Regions from separate parts of the Triticum aestivum genome. Here region 2 is linked to region 1. Evidence: chromatin contacts called from public Hi-C data. All regions are on one chromosome and are shown on one strand. Each heading gives the region's core, a stretch centred on a gene start, on an enhancer-like site or on the middle of the called end of the contact. The rest is flanking DNA. Distances are from core to core; before and after follow the strand shown. Region 1 holds the start of LOC123187930 (protein WEAK CHLOROPLAST MOVEMENT UNDER BLUE LIGHT 1). Region 2 holds the start of LOC123187934.

Region 1 (7,281 bases), core at 3,367-5,866:
GTTGTAAATCCTTACAACAATCTCTTCATCTTCTCCATATGCGAGAAACATGTCATCGGTACTTAAGTATATTTCATTGTTGTCCTATGATAATTTTTTGACCATTCTGATAACTTTACTCACAACTTATTTGGAGTACCGGACAGATCTGGTTGTTGACATACCATGAAACATATTTAACACAAGTGCGATCAAAATCATGTATTTAGCTCATTAGTGTTTCATGATACTGATTCTTGGTTAAAACTCCTTCCATGTGACTTTGACAAGAAACTCTTCTTGTGTATTTGATACTAAACCACTTTAGGTTTTGTCAATGTGTATTTTGGCTAAGCCCAATTAGACACTACTATCCCATTGATCATTATGCTTAATACCAGGACTATATATTGCGTAAGTACTTTACTAAAAAATAGTTTCAATATATACTTAATTCGTGTCAAAAAATATATAATTTCCAATCAACAATGTGTTAAGCACATATAGTGTTTAGAAAATATTATCATGCTCCCATTTTCTTTCTTGTAAATACAAGCATCTTCGCTTTCCTCGATGATCATTTCATCAACACGAAGATTCTAACTCATATAGGATCTCTCAAAGTTTGCACACTTACTAGCATCCTATTGATCGACAAAATTATCTTGGACCGTATCAAACATAGAACCTTGGTTCTGTTTTTATCTCACAGGAATCATTTTGACATCCATCTATTATCTCATAATTGAAATATTTAGTAATTGCTAGTTTAACCTGCACTTGACTGTAAGTATTGTTATGATGAGACAATCTTATCATAGTCAATTCCTTGTTCTTCTCATAAACTATTTTTAACAATTCAAACACTATAAAACATTGATATATTTGTCTGTTTATAGATCTATACTATTCTTTAGACTCAAAGTCTTCCGAAGGGTTCATCAAGTTCTATACTTGAATTATGTGTATGAATACTATCTTGGATTATTTTGACACATAGCCAATTTTTGGAGTCAGGGCCCATCAACGTTTCTCTGTGAATATAAGTTCATTATTTGTTTAACAATATTTTGTCTGCACACCCTGAAGGTCTGTACGAATTTTTTTCCGACCTATACAGTTCAACTGCATATTCGACCGAAGTCGGGTTCTATATCAGTCGCGGTAAGAAATTTAAGAACCACATGTAGCATTTCTTTGACCTAATCACAAAGATTCTGCAATCTCGTCGATTTGCATTGTCCTCCCACTTACTCTTTTGCAGAAAATATTGTCTTCAAAATTTCGGCACTTTGTGGCAAAAGACTTTGCTCCGACGTCGTGATAGAGGAATACCCAACCGTTTGGGATAACTTACAAAGTAGCACTTATCTTATAGATTTGATGGTGCTCCTTTTCAGTGTAAAGCCATAGTCTCTTCATCAACGACGGTTGTTGTTCTGATGCGCTGGTCTTATGAGGCCTTAGCACGACGACTTCCCGATTGTCTACTACAATAATGTTTGTCCGGCTCCGATGAGGAAGGAGCCATGACGGTGGCATTCCTTCAGCTTGCTCCAGTGCTTGTAGTCGTTGCTAGATGGTGTACGGACCTGCATGTAATTCTTACTTCTGGTGTTCTTTGTACTATCTTGACATTTGATGAATAGATCGAAAGTTTTCTCGCAAAAAAAAGCATCACATTTAAAAGTATATTGGCAAATCGATTAATTTCATCTTTGATCTCATCATGTCATACATAGTTTGATCACATCTACTCAAAACATTATACCCATTAGATATTCATTGAACTTGTAACTCAAACATTTCTGTCTGCAATCCAAGGACGATGAGAACGACGACGACGGCGACTGAAGACGGCGACAACCCTTAATCTAGTTTTTGTATGCCTTTTTAATTTCAAGTGTAGTTTGATCACTAAAGTAATAGTAGTGATTTAAACGATCTTATATTTCATTATAAAAGGAGTACTTTTATTTAGAACCAACTACTAACGAACAAAGAGATGCACAACACAGTCGGGGCAAATTTGTTCACGACAGCATGATCCCCTCAAACTGTCACGGCCTTACCCGAACCACGACACTTCCGACAAAGAAATTTCGATTAGATGGCAGCTCCGGTCTGGTCACCAGAATCAACTACTAGCACTAGCAAATGCCATCCTTAATGGGCCGACTGGATGGACCGCCAGCATTTAGGAGCATTTAACCAGAATCCGGAGAGAGGAATGCTACCCCACGGGGGATTTCCTATTTGGCTCATATGCGCCCGCTTGCCAACCGGCGCCTGCAGCGCTCGCGCGATGGGCCGGCCCAATAGCTTTATTTCTTCTCTGTTTTAAATCAGCAAAAAGACCTGTGTTAGCAGTGATTCGAACCAGGGACCTCACGCAAGTAGTACCGCGGGTGCAACCAGCACGCCAACAGACTTTATTTGTTTATATAATGAACTTTTACTTTCTTTTACATTTTCCTTTTTACCTTTTTCTGTTTTCCTTTTTTCCTTTTTCGTTTTCTGTTTTCCTTTTTCTTCTTTCGAGTTCGATGAACTTTTTCAGATTTGTGAATTTTTTTTTCAAATTCGATGAACTTTTATTCAAATCCGATGAACTTTTTATTGAATTTGATGAACTGTTTTCAAAATCAATGAACTTTTTTCAAAATTTGATGAACTTTTTTTCAAATTTGATGAACTGTTTTTCAAATCTGATGACTCTTTTCAAAATCGATGAACTTTTTCTAAATTCGATGAACTTTTCTCAAATCCGATGAACTTTTTTTTTCAAATTTGTGAACCTTTTTTCAAATGCGATGAACTTTATTTTTCATAAACGGGATGAACTCTTTTCAAAATTCATGAACTTTTTTCAAAATTGATGAACTTATTTTCAAATTCAATGAACTCTTGTTCAAGCTATAAAGTAAAACGTACAATATTTAAGAAATTCGAAAATACAAGTTATAGAGTAAACTGTATTTTTTTGTGCAATAAATGGCGCGGCTCTTATGGTTCTTACAGAGTTCGCGTGTCATTTGAATCACTAGTCATCCGAAGCTGTATTGGTTAGCCGAAAAATCCCGCTGCCTTGCTGCGTGAGTTCGAGTCGTGGTTCTACCACATTTTCTTTTTCTTTTTTCACGCGACCGTTTACTGCTCGCTCCGTCTGTGGGCCGGCCCACTTGGCGCTGCCAGCAGGCGCCGGTTCGCTTCCCCGGCGCCGAACGCGCCGAATAGGAGCTCCCACCCCACGGGACGTGCCGACCTCTACATGGCACACCGTCAGCTAACGAACAAAGGTTGCTGCAGCGCACAGTCCCCATTCCCCTGCAGCTTCTTTCCGACTGTCCGCGCTACAGGACCGTCGACCCTTTTTCTGAATCCGCTTCCAGACTCTGAAAAAGGACCCGCTTTTTACACACCGGGGCCACGGCACGGGGGACCAGGAGGCGGCCGTGTGCGGTGCGGTGGTGTAGCTGGGGCACCGCACGGCCTCCTCGTGTTCCCCCGCCTCTCGCTTCAAGCCGGAGGCTGGAGCACGCGGACCGCGCCGGAGCCATCCATCCATCCAATCCGCGCCGTCGCCGCCTCCCCCCTCCGGCCGTGTCAGCTCCGCGTCCACATGCGTGTCGCCGGCCCGCCGTCGCCACTTGCCGCCGGATCATTACGGCTTGTTTGCTACTCCGGTCACAGGCTCCACGACCGCGACGGTGACGGGCTGTTCCGCGTGCCGACGAGAACGTGTTCGCTGGAGCCTAATCTAGCCAGGTAAGCACATAAACTAGCGTCGGAGGCTTTCGCAGCGCAAAAATGTGGGCCATCCTGAATAATTTCTGCCTCCGCTGCAGAGTTGCAGGTGTCACCTCCAAAGTCCAACGGCTCCACGCCCAGCCTCCACCACGTCACGCTCATCCGGCTACGTCCCAATCTTAGCGGGAACGGGCGGAGGATGCATCGCGTCAGGTCGCCGTTGTCGCTCGCCGAAAGCCTCGCTGCCGGAATCTCTTCCCTTTCCCCCTTCCACGCCAAATACCCCCAGTTTAGGATATAAATTACGGAGTATAATTATTGCAAAGTAGTACTTCTAGCAGTAGTAGTACTGTATACCTGTGAGTTGTGCTATTTAGAAATGTTTTAGGTTTCATTCAAAGCCACGAGTTCGATCGATGGTAACTAAACTAGAGTAGAGTAGTACCCAAGCACTTAATTAGCATACCATGTGGAGCAGTAACAGTCTCCATCAGCCTTTCCATTTGACACCTTGTGTTTCTTGAAAATTCTAGATCAATACCCAGTTAAGTGTCGTCGACATCATATGATCTGTATTCACATATGTGTCAAATTGTATACAACACGCGTCAGCGTACCCACTCATCCTACTACTAATTCCTAAACATTATGCTTGATAAGACAAGTTGTAGAACATCTTTCGAAGTTGCTCCGCAGACAACGAGTCCACGGTTATCCACCAATTGGCCGCCCCCAAAATCTGTACTAGATCCAAGAACCAGTTTCATAAAGCAATCCTTCGAAAAGTCGTCTAGTCTAACAAATGGACACCATAGTTTCAAGTTTCAACATACAAGAGGCGATTTCTGCAAGAAATCTCATCCACTCTTTTGCAGCAAGGCCTAGGTCAGGCACTTTTCTTATAATTCAACAAAACCAGAGGGGCTTTCTGCAAAACAAGGGAGTCCCGTCCATCCGCTCCTCGCAGTAATCAATCCCAGGTGTGAAGTGTCCGACCGACCAGTGGACTCACGGGCCCGGACAAAACCCAAGCACACGTACACCACACCTCTCCTTCTCCCCTCCCCTCACAGGAGAAGAAGAAAAGAAGGAAGCCAAAAATCGCGAGCACGCACGAAGAGCGGAGATCCGAATCGCCGCCAAAGGAGGGCCCGATCGCTTCGTCCGCAAGACCTCCGCCCGCGCGATCGAGTAAGCTTCCTCCCCTCCCGCCTCAATCTGCCATTAATCCCGCCGCGGCTCCGTGCTTTCCTTCCTGTTTGAGCACGGCCGCGGCGGCGTGCGAGTTCTTGACTCTTCGTCCGATGCGAGATTGTTCCCCTGGCTTGGACGATTTTGCGGTGCTTTTATGTTTATTTTTCGAGGTTTTTCATGTCGGTTTCGTTCTCTTGGGTGTACAGTCAGTTGCAGGAAGAATCTAATTTTGGTCTGGAACCGAGGTTGCAACCAACCAAAGATGGAAATTCCCCTTGTAGTTCATACCATGGATTAGTAGGACTACTCGGTCTCGTTGTGCGATGAAATCATGGGCGGTCCGGGAAGAATTTTCATTCTTTGGGGTGTTTACGTCACTGCGTGAAAGAAGAGCGCTAGAACCCCACTGCCATAAAAAAAAACTCTCTGTTTTACAGAGGAAGTATTTAAAGCCAGTTTAGTAGTAGTAGAACTTGAATATTTCACCTTGCTAGGTACAGTTAGTTCTGTAATCTCAAGCGTGTTCAATCTTACCATGTAATAATATTATACTAGTTAGGATTAGATTACTAATTAATGATGAGGACATGCCGAAATATGAGCCTGTACGGAGATGAGAAATTTCTTGTGCAAGTCAAACATTCAGGTTTGATTGATGCACATAGGACTGACCATGATTTGAAGGAAGAGTGCTGCTACACAGACGACGCTGCATAGCCGATTTTGGGACGACACTGTCAATCAAACCATCCATGCAGAGGATAAACTGTAGCACAACCATTGGATGTAGTGTCGTCTCCAAATCGGCCAGCGTGTGTCGTTTGCTAAGTAGTTTCGTTGAAGGAATTATAACTGGACATGATTGAAATGATTTCGCTCATAATTGCTGCAAATAATAATGGTGCTGGGACAAGGATTTCTGCTATATCTGGTCCATTATGACATATTTTTAGGAGCTATAAAAATGGCATGCTTTATTTGGTTGCTTACTTTCGCTTTTTATTTAGAAAAGATGGTTTTAGGTCATGCATACATACGGTTGGGTGCAAAAAGTAGCTGAATTATTGCAGACAGAAAGCAGGTTCGGCGTCAGTCGGTGGCAATGATTAGTGAATGTAGGGCAGGATCAGTAAAGTTCTTTTGGTCAGTTGCTGCACATAGTTATCTATTGTTATTGCAGTTTTGTTATCTCTGCTCCCCTTGGAACATGGATAGAGACTTGGCATTGCAAAATAACTTTGGGCTACTGTTTGACAGCTTCACAATTGTTTTATTCCATACTACTCGAAAAAAATATACTGATAATGCTACTTCCCACATGTAGTGCAGTGTACTCTTACTTGCTTGAATTTTGTGCTATAATTCGGTCTCATAACGTCACTTTCATTACACAATTTTTAGGAGCGAACATTGCGGAGGTCTAAGGAATGGAGTCGACTCATGCATCTGAAGAAAATAACTCAAAAGAGTCATCTCCGGTAGAAATCCCAGAAACTTGTGTGGACTCACCAACTCTGGAAGTCAGTAGCAATGGTGTTCACGAAAATATCAATGCAAACATGGAAAAGTCAGCTCAAGCAGCCACATCGGGTATCTCTAATGGCCTTCCAGTTGCTGCCGATGATTCGGAGTTATCTTCACACTCAGAGGTATTGGCAGAGTCTCATCCTGATGTAGCAGAGCATGACGTGGAATCAAATTCCCCCACAGGGGCAGGTCCTGAAATGCTCTCAAATTCAGTACCAACTGAGAAATCCAAACACTCGGTGAAGGGTCAGGCAGATCATTCTTCTTCAGTACATCCCGTCGAGGTGAACCATGTTGAAGACAAGGCACGTTTTCAGAGAAAAATTGCTGTAAAACCAAAAGTGATGGAAGAGTCAGAAGCAAAACCTGAAAGTCCATATAAAGGTCTTATTGACACTGCTGCGCCTTTTGAGTCTGTGAGAGAAGCTGTCACCAAGTTTGGAGGAATCGTTGATTGGAAAGCTCACAAAGTTCAGATGATGGAGGTAATTCTTGTCAAGTCTTAGCCATACATATGCTCATACATTATCTGATACTCCACAAGGATTAGAGTACATAACTGAATTTGCATTATGGAGTATCAGATAATGTAAGTACACAACTACATGATTATCATAGTTTAGAGTACATAACTGAATTTTAATCATGTAGAGTACTCTAAAGGAATTTCCTTTTTATGCAGAGACGCAAGTTCATACAGCTTGAACTTGAAAATGCTCAGAAAGAAATTCCAAAATGCAAAGAAGAACTAGAAGCTGCAGAGATGGCTAAATCACAGGTACTTGATGAACTAGAGACTACTAAGAGAATTGTAGAAGAGCTGAAGCATGA
Region 2 (7,281 bases), core at 3,361-5,860, 400 kb before region 1:
AGTCAGAAGGAAATTTGAAAATCATCAGCCAAAGTTCTCAAAAACGCTGTCTGTACAAGAGCTTAAAAATCATGTGGAATCTTGTCAAATGTTAAGTATCGGTTCATGTTCTGAATGTTCCAAGAGCTCGTCTACTGAAATTATGTGCTTTACTATTGCTCCGTCGGTTGACTAATGACTAGTTGCTCTGGAGCAAGAGTCAGAGGAGAACACGAGAGATGCGATCTTGACCGTACACAGGCCATCGATCGACGGCCCGAAACCGCCCAGCGACACTCCGCGTTCCCCTTGGATCGAGCAAGACAATAATCCTCTCGCCGTCGTCGACTCCCAAATTACCACCTCGCCCCCAATCGTCTTCGGTTCAGATCGGCGTCCCAGATCGTCGGAGCATCGGATTCGCGGCGAGCCGACGGCGAAGACCATGGAGACGCCGCCGCCGTTCCAGGAGTCGGCCCACTGCGACGTCTGCCGCTGCACCTTCTCCACTTTCCGCCGCCGCGTACGCGTCCTCCCCCTCCCTCCCCCTTCCCGTCCTTGCAGAGATTCTCTTCGTTTGGCCGCGTCCCTGATCTCTGACTGATTTGACGCTCTCGCAGCACCACTGCCGCAGCTGCGGGAGGACGCTCTGCCACGAGCACTCTTCGTACCACATGGTAGGGAACCTCAAAACTGAGCAAGTTTGTGAGTGTAGGGAGTCAAGGGTTCCCAAGCTTGCTTGATTAAACTCTTTGCTTCGATTGGTTCCAGGCCCTGCCGCAGTACGGGATATACACGGACGCCAGGGTCTGCTACGAGTGCTTCAACAAATCATCATCCAGGTAGCTTGGCTCACTAGTTTGCTACAATCTGATGAATCTGACCGCGCAAACACTGACTATGTTTGGTCTGGATATAAACTGAATTTTTGTCTATCTTCCCGTGCGATGTTGCAGACGCGGGGGTGTTGATAACGCGAGTTCTGCCGGGAGCGTTTCGGGTGCTGCAGACTCCTTTTCAGGGCTGAATTTGGATAAAGATGATGATTCGTTGCCCACGAGAAGTTCAGCGGTTCAGACTCCAGTTGCCGTTATCGAGTGCAAATGCGGGATGCCTTTGTGCATATGCGAGGCACCAAAACCTGAACCTGCGCCTGTAAAGGTTGACGACAATCCGATCCATTTAATCGGTTGTTGTAGGTGTATATTAACATAATTATTCTTATGTACCAGAATATCAGTGCCGCTTCGTCAACTGCACAATCAAACCCAAAGCCTAAAAAACCTTCTAGCAACCAGCAGTCATCTGAATCAAGCTTGAAGAAGGCTTCAGCTACTTCCAGCAGCAACTCAAGGTTCGGTAGACTTGTCATGTTCTGGCATTGTTAAGAGGAATTCTAACTTATTGTCATATATGTCTCTCGTAATCTTCGTAGTATGCTTTTGCACTATGTGATCAACTTTGTTTGGCAAGATCTATTGCATATTTTGGTCATTATCTTAAATGCCAGGACCTATACATTCTTTGTAATAGGAAGATTACATATGTGCATTAGGCACAAACATTTTGCCTGTAGCTGACCTTCTCATCTCTGTGTCCTGATTGTTGTTATTCCAGCTCATTCTTAAATCTTGGCCTGATGAGCAACGACAGCAATGATAAGACTCCGTCTGACTATGAAGTTACTGGAGAGGTAAGCTTAGGAACAGCTCAATAGTGCTCATTTTCTGTTTCTTTATTCAACCCATCAGGTACTTGCGATATCTCTGGCCTGGCATTCTAGGAGTTTTCTGTTAAAAATCCAATCTTCATTCCTTTTTAGGGACTGAGAGAAGCGATTAAGGGTGGGGATATTAAAGCTGTGAAGAAACTTCTTAGCCAGGTATTGTTTCTAGCTTTTCTCTCGTTTTATTTTTATCTACTTGTTTTTTACAATTACATTGCGCAGGGAGTCGATTCTAACTACTGCGACAAGCAAGGATTCACTTTGCTACATTTGGTATGTGGTTGTTTTACCAACTCCCTCGTGGTCAACTTATATTTGCACATCATTGTACCATTTTGTGTAGCCGTTTGCTTATAAATGTTCGGTCCTACAAGGGAAACACCATTTGCGATGTAAAGGCCAGAGCACACCCATGCATCTGAATGATATAAAACACGTGTGCACTAATACTGAAATGAGATGTATCTGCTGATAAATTAAGTATCCAAAGATTCACTTGACCAGATTACATTGCCTTCTCTGGAACTGTTGCTTCTGTATGTGCCAAATACAGATGATATCCCCCCCACAATTAAGAACCCCTTTGCACGCCAACATGATTACTTATCCTGTTCATTTTTTTAATAATTTAGTGGTGCACATGCTTTATTGTGCTACAGAAGATTGTTGCGTTTGGCACATACATATAGAAACGAGCAAATCACCATCTACTGAACATCTATCTGCCTATGGACAATCGCAGGCTGCGCTATTTAACCAGACTGAGATTGCTCTTATTCTCATGGATAGTGGAGCCAATATTCAACGCAAAAATGGGCAAGGTTGGTTGCTTTTACTATCTGAGGCAGTTTTATCATGGATAGCATATATTGCTCAAATACTGTACATTGTCGAGTTCCTAAAGTTGATTTATAATCTTCTTAAGCACAAAAGTTTCTTTCATCAACATGTTCCTATCCGATCTACCAATCCACTGAATTAATATTGATACCGTCGAATGTTCTTTACACACATATTCGTGCAGTTCAAACCAAAATACGAGCTAGCATGGACAAAAGGAAGAGTTTAATTGGATTGCAAGGCTCTTTGGTGGCTTTGATGTTTTTTATGCTTTTGTATTCTGTCAACTACTATAAGTTGTGACGGAATAAAAGCCTATCTCCGCGGGCTTTTCCAGACAGCCTTGCAAAGTTAGCTGGAAAGAACCTAGCTAACAGCATATATGCAACATTTTAGCTTTTAGCTTGTAGATAGAAGTAGATAAGCTAAAATACTATATACATCCACACTTGATATACAATAGAATGATTGCTCTAAAATACTATATACATCCACACTTGATATACAATAGAATGATTGCTCTAAAATACTATATACATCCACACTTGATATACAATAGAATGATTGCTCTAAAATACTATATACATCCACACTTGATATACAATAGAATGATTGCTCTAGATTACTTCGTTCTGAATGCTACTTTTAATCATCAATAGTGCTGTGCCCAAATGACGGTGACAGAATCGATAACTTTGATGAACTTTTTGAGCAGGGGAAACTCCTTTGGATTGTGCCCCGCCCATGCTGCAGTACAAAATGCGGCAGAGGGTGGAAGAGCTTGCTGCGTCACAAAGACCTGTATGAGGGAGATGGTCTCTGTTTGGGCCTTTCTGCTGGCCTCCCATCTTTCGACGTGCCGAAGACGGTTATCTGCTCCTGAGTGATTGCAAATAAACCGCTTGAGGGGGTTCGGTGATTCATTTAGGTATCACAGCATCGTCGTGTATTAATGCTGGAATCTCACAGGGAGTGGTCTTTTGCTCCTGAATAAGTTATGCTGCCCAATCTTCATAATTTCTTCTTGTATTTATGTTTCGACATCATGACTTCTTCCCCAGATCCATTGTATACTACTGTACTACTAATACTACTCCCTGGCGCCCATGTTGAAAAAGTAAATGACGTTTCTGGCATTATTGATATGTTGCCAAACACAACAAAGTTTTAGCCAATATTTCCTCTCGCGAGATGGTACTTTGTTTGTGAACGCGAGGAAGCATATAATATTACGAGGGGATTTGTATATTGCTATGAAAAGCTAATGATATTTGGTACTAGTACATTGTTTCACATTCACATGGGTGATTGAAATGGTTTTTCCTTAGAGGTGGTTGAGTCTTGGTATTTGTTTTGCATTATACTAGGTGCATCGATTAAAAGAGTGTATTATTATTTCACGCGCTGTCCATGTCACGTCGCACCCCCTGGTCGAGCTACCCACAAGGCCACCACGCGGATGAAGTCAGAGCTCGTCACAGCCTCGTCAGCGCCGCCGCGGCGACCCAGATCTTTTCAGCGCGCCGGCGAAAATATCTCGGGCCCGTATTCTTATCCATCTTCCTCGCCGATCTTCTCTCTGACCGGACGCAGCTCCGTTCTGTTGAGGATAGCGACCACCGAACTCATCGGCGACCGCGACAGCCGAAACCCATGATGAATCATGGATAGAACTGGATAGCGGTCGATCGATCTTCCAGTAAAAATAGTCACCGAAACAAACCAGCGCAGGAGCGTTGCTTTTTCCAAAAGGCACTAGCTTGCTTAAACATCTTGTCTGCTGTCCCCCTGGAGCTAAAGTCGAGGTTGTGGCAAAACAAAACCTAATTATTACTAGCCGAGAAAGGATAGAAAAGTTGGCATAGAATACACAGCACAAGTTGCTGCCGGGACAAAAGGCGCGACGTCACGGCAGCCACCAGCCCATCCCAAACCCAAACCTCATTACCATCGACCAGAAAATATCATCGTTTGCTTGTTTGTGCCGGGAAAATATCCATAGTCTTTCTTTCTTCTTTGTACCAAACGCGAGATCGTGGTTTCTGAAAATATCTCGGCCGCGGTACCGTCGAACCATCCGGATCGGAATAAACAAGGCACGAGGTAGGCGGTGCAGCGCGGCCACCTGCCGCACGCGCTCGCGCGTGACACTGTGGCGGATATTTACCGCCCCTCCCCAAGGCCACGTGGAAAAGCGGCGCCACCAAGGAAATAAAAGAGAAACCTCCGTCGGCCGGCCGAGGCATTCGAGATCTTTTCTGTTTTCTCATCTCTCTCTCTCTCGCTCTGGCTGGTCGTGCGGTGCTGGGAAGGAGACGACGATGGAGGAGGAGGAGGGGCGGGCCGGCCTGCGGGAGCTCGCGCGCTTCCCGGTAAGCGTTCTCTTCTTCTTCGTCTTCCCCGTCTAATTACCCGCAGATTTGTGCAGCTCTGGATTGATTCTGAAGTTGTTTCTTTGCTATGGCAGGACGTGATGGTGGTGTGCTCTTCGGCCGGATGGACGGACCAGAAGCACATGCTCTACCTAGGCTTGTTGCAGGAGTCGTTCGTGAACCGGTTACACGACGGTGAAATCAGCTTCAGGGGCCTCTTCGATCTCTCCCCAGGACCAGGAGCTTCAGGGCCCAAGCAACCGTCCAAGGTTGACAGAGCAAAGGTTGAGCCGGCCAGAACGCCTTGCTGTGGAAATCAGGGAGATGGGGAAGTCCATTCCATGGATGATGATGATGATGATGATGCATCGTCCACTGAGACCGTGCAAGAGTCCTGCTCCCAAGCAAGCGCGACGAGCTCTGGACCATCTTCCCCGTGCCATTCTGCCAAGCGCGGGCGCTCCCCTTCTAGCACTGCAGGTACGTTGTTCCTCAAAGATGCTCCCTCCGTTTTTAAATATAAGACGTTTTAGATATTTAAACACCGACTACGTATAGATGTATATAGACCCATTTTGCTTCGTGTATAGGCATATAGCCTGTATTGAAATCTCTAAAAAAAAGCTTATGTTTAGGAACACTTATGTTTTAGGGTGCTAGTTCAACTTATGTTTGTCTTGAATACATTGATTTCGTAGCACCGTCTAGTTTACTCAGCTATGTGTTTTACCAAGAATAAATGACCAAAAGTTCAAAGAAGAAAGGATAAACGATCAATCACCCTGCCAGTCCCTCCATTCCGAATTACTTGTCGCAGGTATAAATGTATCTAGATGTATTTTAGTTCTAGATATATCCATTTCTACGACGAGTAATTTGGAACGGAGGGAGTAGCAACGAACTCGGGGATGACACCACTAGTCCTCATTGACGCACATTTTTGTGGAGTACGTATAAGATTATGAATAGACATCTTCAAATTAGTCTGTTTTCATAGAGTTGGGTAGCACGGCAAGGTTCTTACAAGGGAACTACTTGTGCATTTCTTCAGAGGGGTCGGATCAGAACTTCATCGACGAGGATACGATCACGAGAGAAACTGGCGAATCAAGAGGACGACGGCGCAGCATCAAGCGACTCAAAGTCTGCTGACATGATCAAGTAAATGAGATATCTGTTCTTCACCTTTCAATCACGTTATTATATTGATGTTCGAGAAATCAATGTTCATATTTTTACGGAATCATTCTAACGTCTGCACGCCCCATGGTTTTGCAGGCAGTTCATCATCCAGGAATGCACGAGAGAAGGGTACTGATGTAATGTGATCACGGTCGTCTTTGTGCAAGGTCATGGAGCAAAAGGAAAATTCACACACTGTTTGTTTAGGTTGTTCTTTGTGGTCGATCGAATCGACTGGTGTTGCCTACTCACCCGGTGAAATCACCTAGAGTTCTAGAATAGAGATCGAGACTCGAGTAACACGTATGAAGCCCAAGCTTGTTGTTAAGTTTAGTAGATTTGTGTAGTGCAAGTTTGAACAAAGATAGTTTTACAGAAATAGCTTTTTCGACACCGAATTTTGTTGAGACTTTGATGGAACACACGTGAACAGAGATATAGATAGACATGAGACGTAAGGTGCGGCTCTTTCTCTATTTCATGTCTTTGGAGAGAATACATGCTTAGGGCACACAAATTTCCTCCCGCATCCGTCCATGGATAGAGACTAGTCCATGGACACGGATGCAGGAGACCACTATCCTGTCCATAAAAAGTTCAAATGTACTTCGATCCATACAGCATGCCGGATCACACCAGCGTCGGACCGCATGCCCGATCACAACCAAAAAGAGGCAAATATGCTTAATTTTTACATGCCCGAATCCAAAGAATATTAATCTGGTAGTCTGTGCATTTCTGTCCTGCCGGACCGACAGTCCCAGCCGTCTGCTCCTCGATCAAGGAGGTGTTGTCGCCACCGCGTAGGCAGCATCTACCTCCGCGTCCACGTATGCCTCCGCCACGTCCTCATTCTCCATCGCCGCCAACTGATCTTTCTGCTGCTGTAACATCTGGTAGCGGACGGATTGCACGATAATTCTTACGTCAGCATCCAGAGAGTCCACATTCAAGGTCAACATCTTGCGTCCTCCGCATTGGCAACGATCTTCAACTTCTCTTCCTCGAGCGCAGCCTTCCTCTTTTCAATCATGGTCCTCCTCTCTTCGAACTTGAGCTTCTTGTCTGTCGCCTCCATCAATAGTTTGAACCATCTGGCAGCGTCCGCCACGGCCGTGCCGACCGCCTCGTCTGCCACGACCTCCACGCCCAATGCCACCACCAGGCCCATTGTTAGCCAAC

Evidence for each region. Hi-C and Micro-C count contacts between places; a contact is called where the count stands out from the background.
Region 2: a contact with region 1 is called in a Hi-C map of leaf, with 8 times the contacts expected there. The contact joins the promoter of LOC123187934 here to the promoter of LOC123187930 in region 1. A contact is called at or near these places in 2 of 5 Hi-C or Micro-C datasets (both in leaf) and 1 of 1 datasets of contacts at active chromatin or transcription factors (leaf).

Annotation. Positions count from the first base shown.
Region 1 is chr2A:123,308,037-123,315,317 of IWGSC CS RefSeq v2.1, reverse strand. It overlaps LOC123187930 (protein WEAK CHLOROPLAST MOVEMENT UNDER BLUE LIGHT 1), which reads left to right and starts at 4,616. Exons shown (of 3, transcript XM_044599927.1): 1 at 4,616-4,920; 2 at 6,325-6,935; 3 at 7,133-7,281. The coding sequence starts at 6,351.
Region 2 is chr2A:123,710,425-123,717,705 of IWGSC CS RefSeq v2.1, reverse strand. LOC123187934 reads left to right here and starts at 4,610. Exons shown (of 3, transcript XM_044599937.1): 1 at 4,610-4,917; 2 at 5,013-5,397; 3 at 6,196-6,575. The coding sequence starts at 4,867. The coding sequence ends at 6,245. LOC123187933 (vacuolar protein sorting-associated protein 27) reads left to right here and starts at 259. Exons shown (of 10, transcript XM_044599935.1): 1 at 259-502; 2 at 600-656; 3 at 751-821; 4 at 936-1,140; 5 at 1,212-1,333; 6 at 1,597-1,672; 7 at 1,802-1,861; 8 at 1,928-1,978; 9 at 2,448-2,526; 10 at 3,261-3,838. The coding sequence starts at 425. The coding sequence ends at 3,352.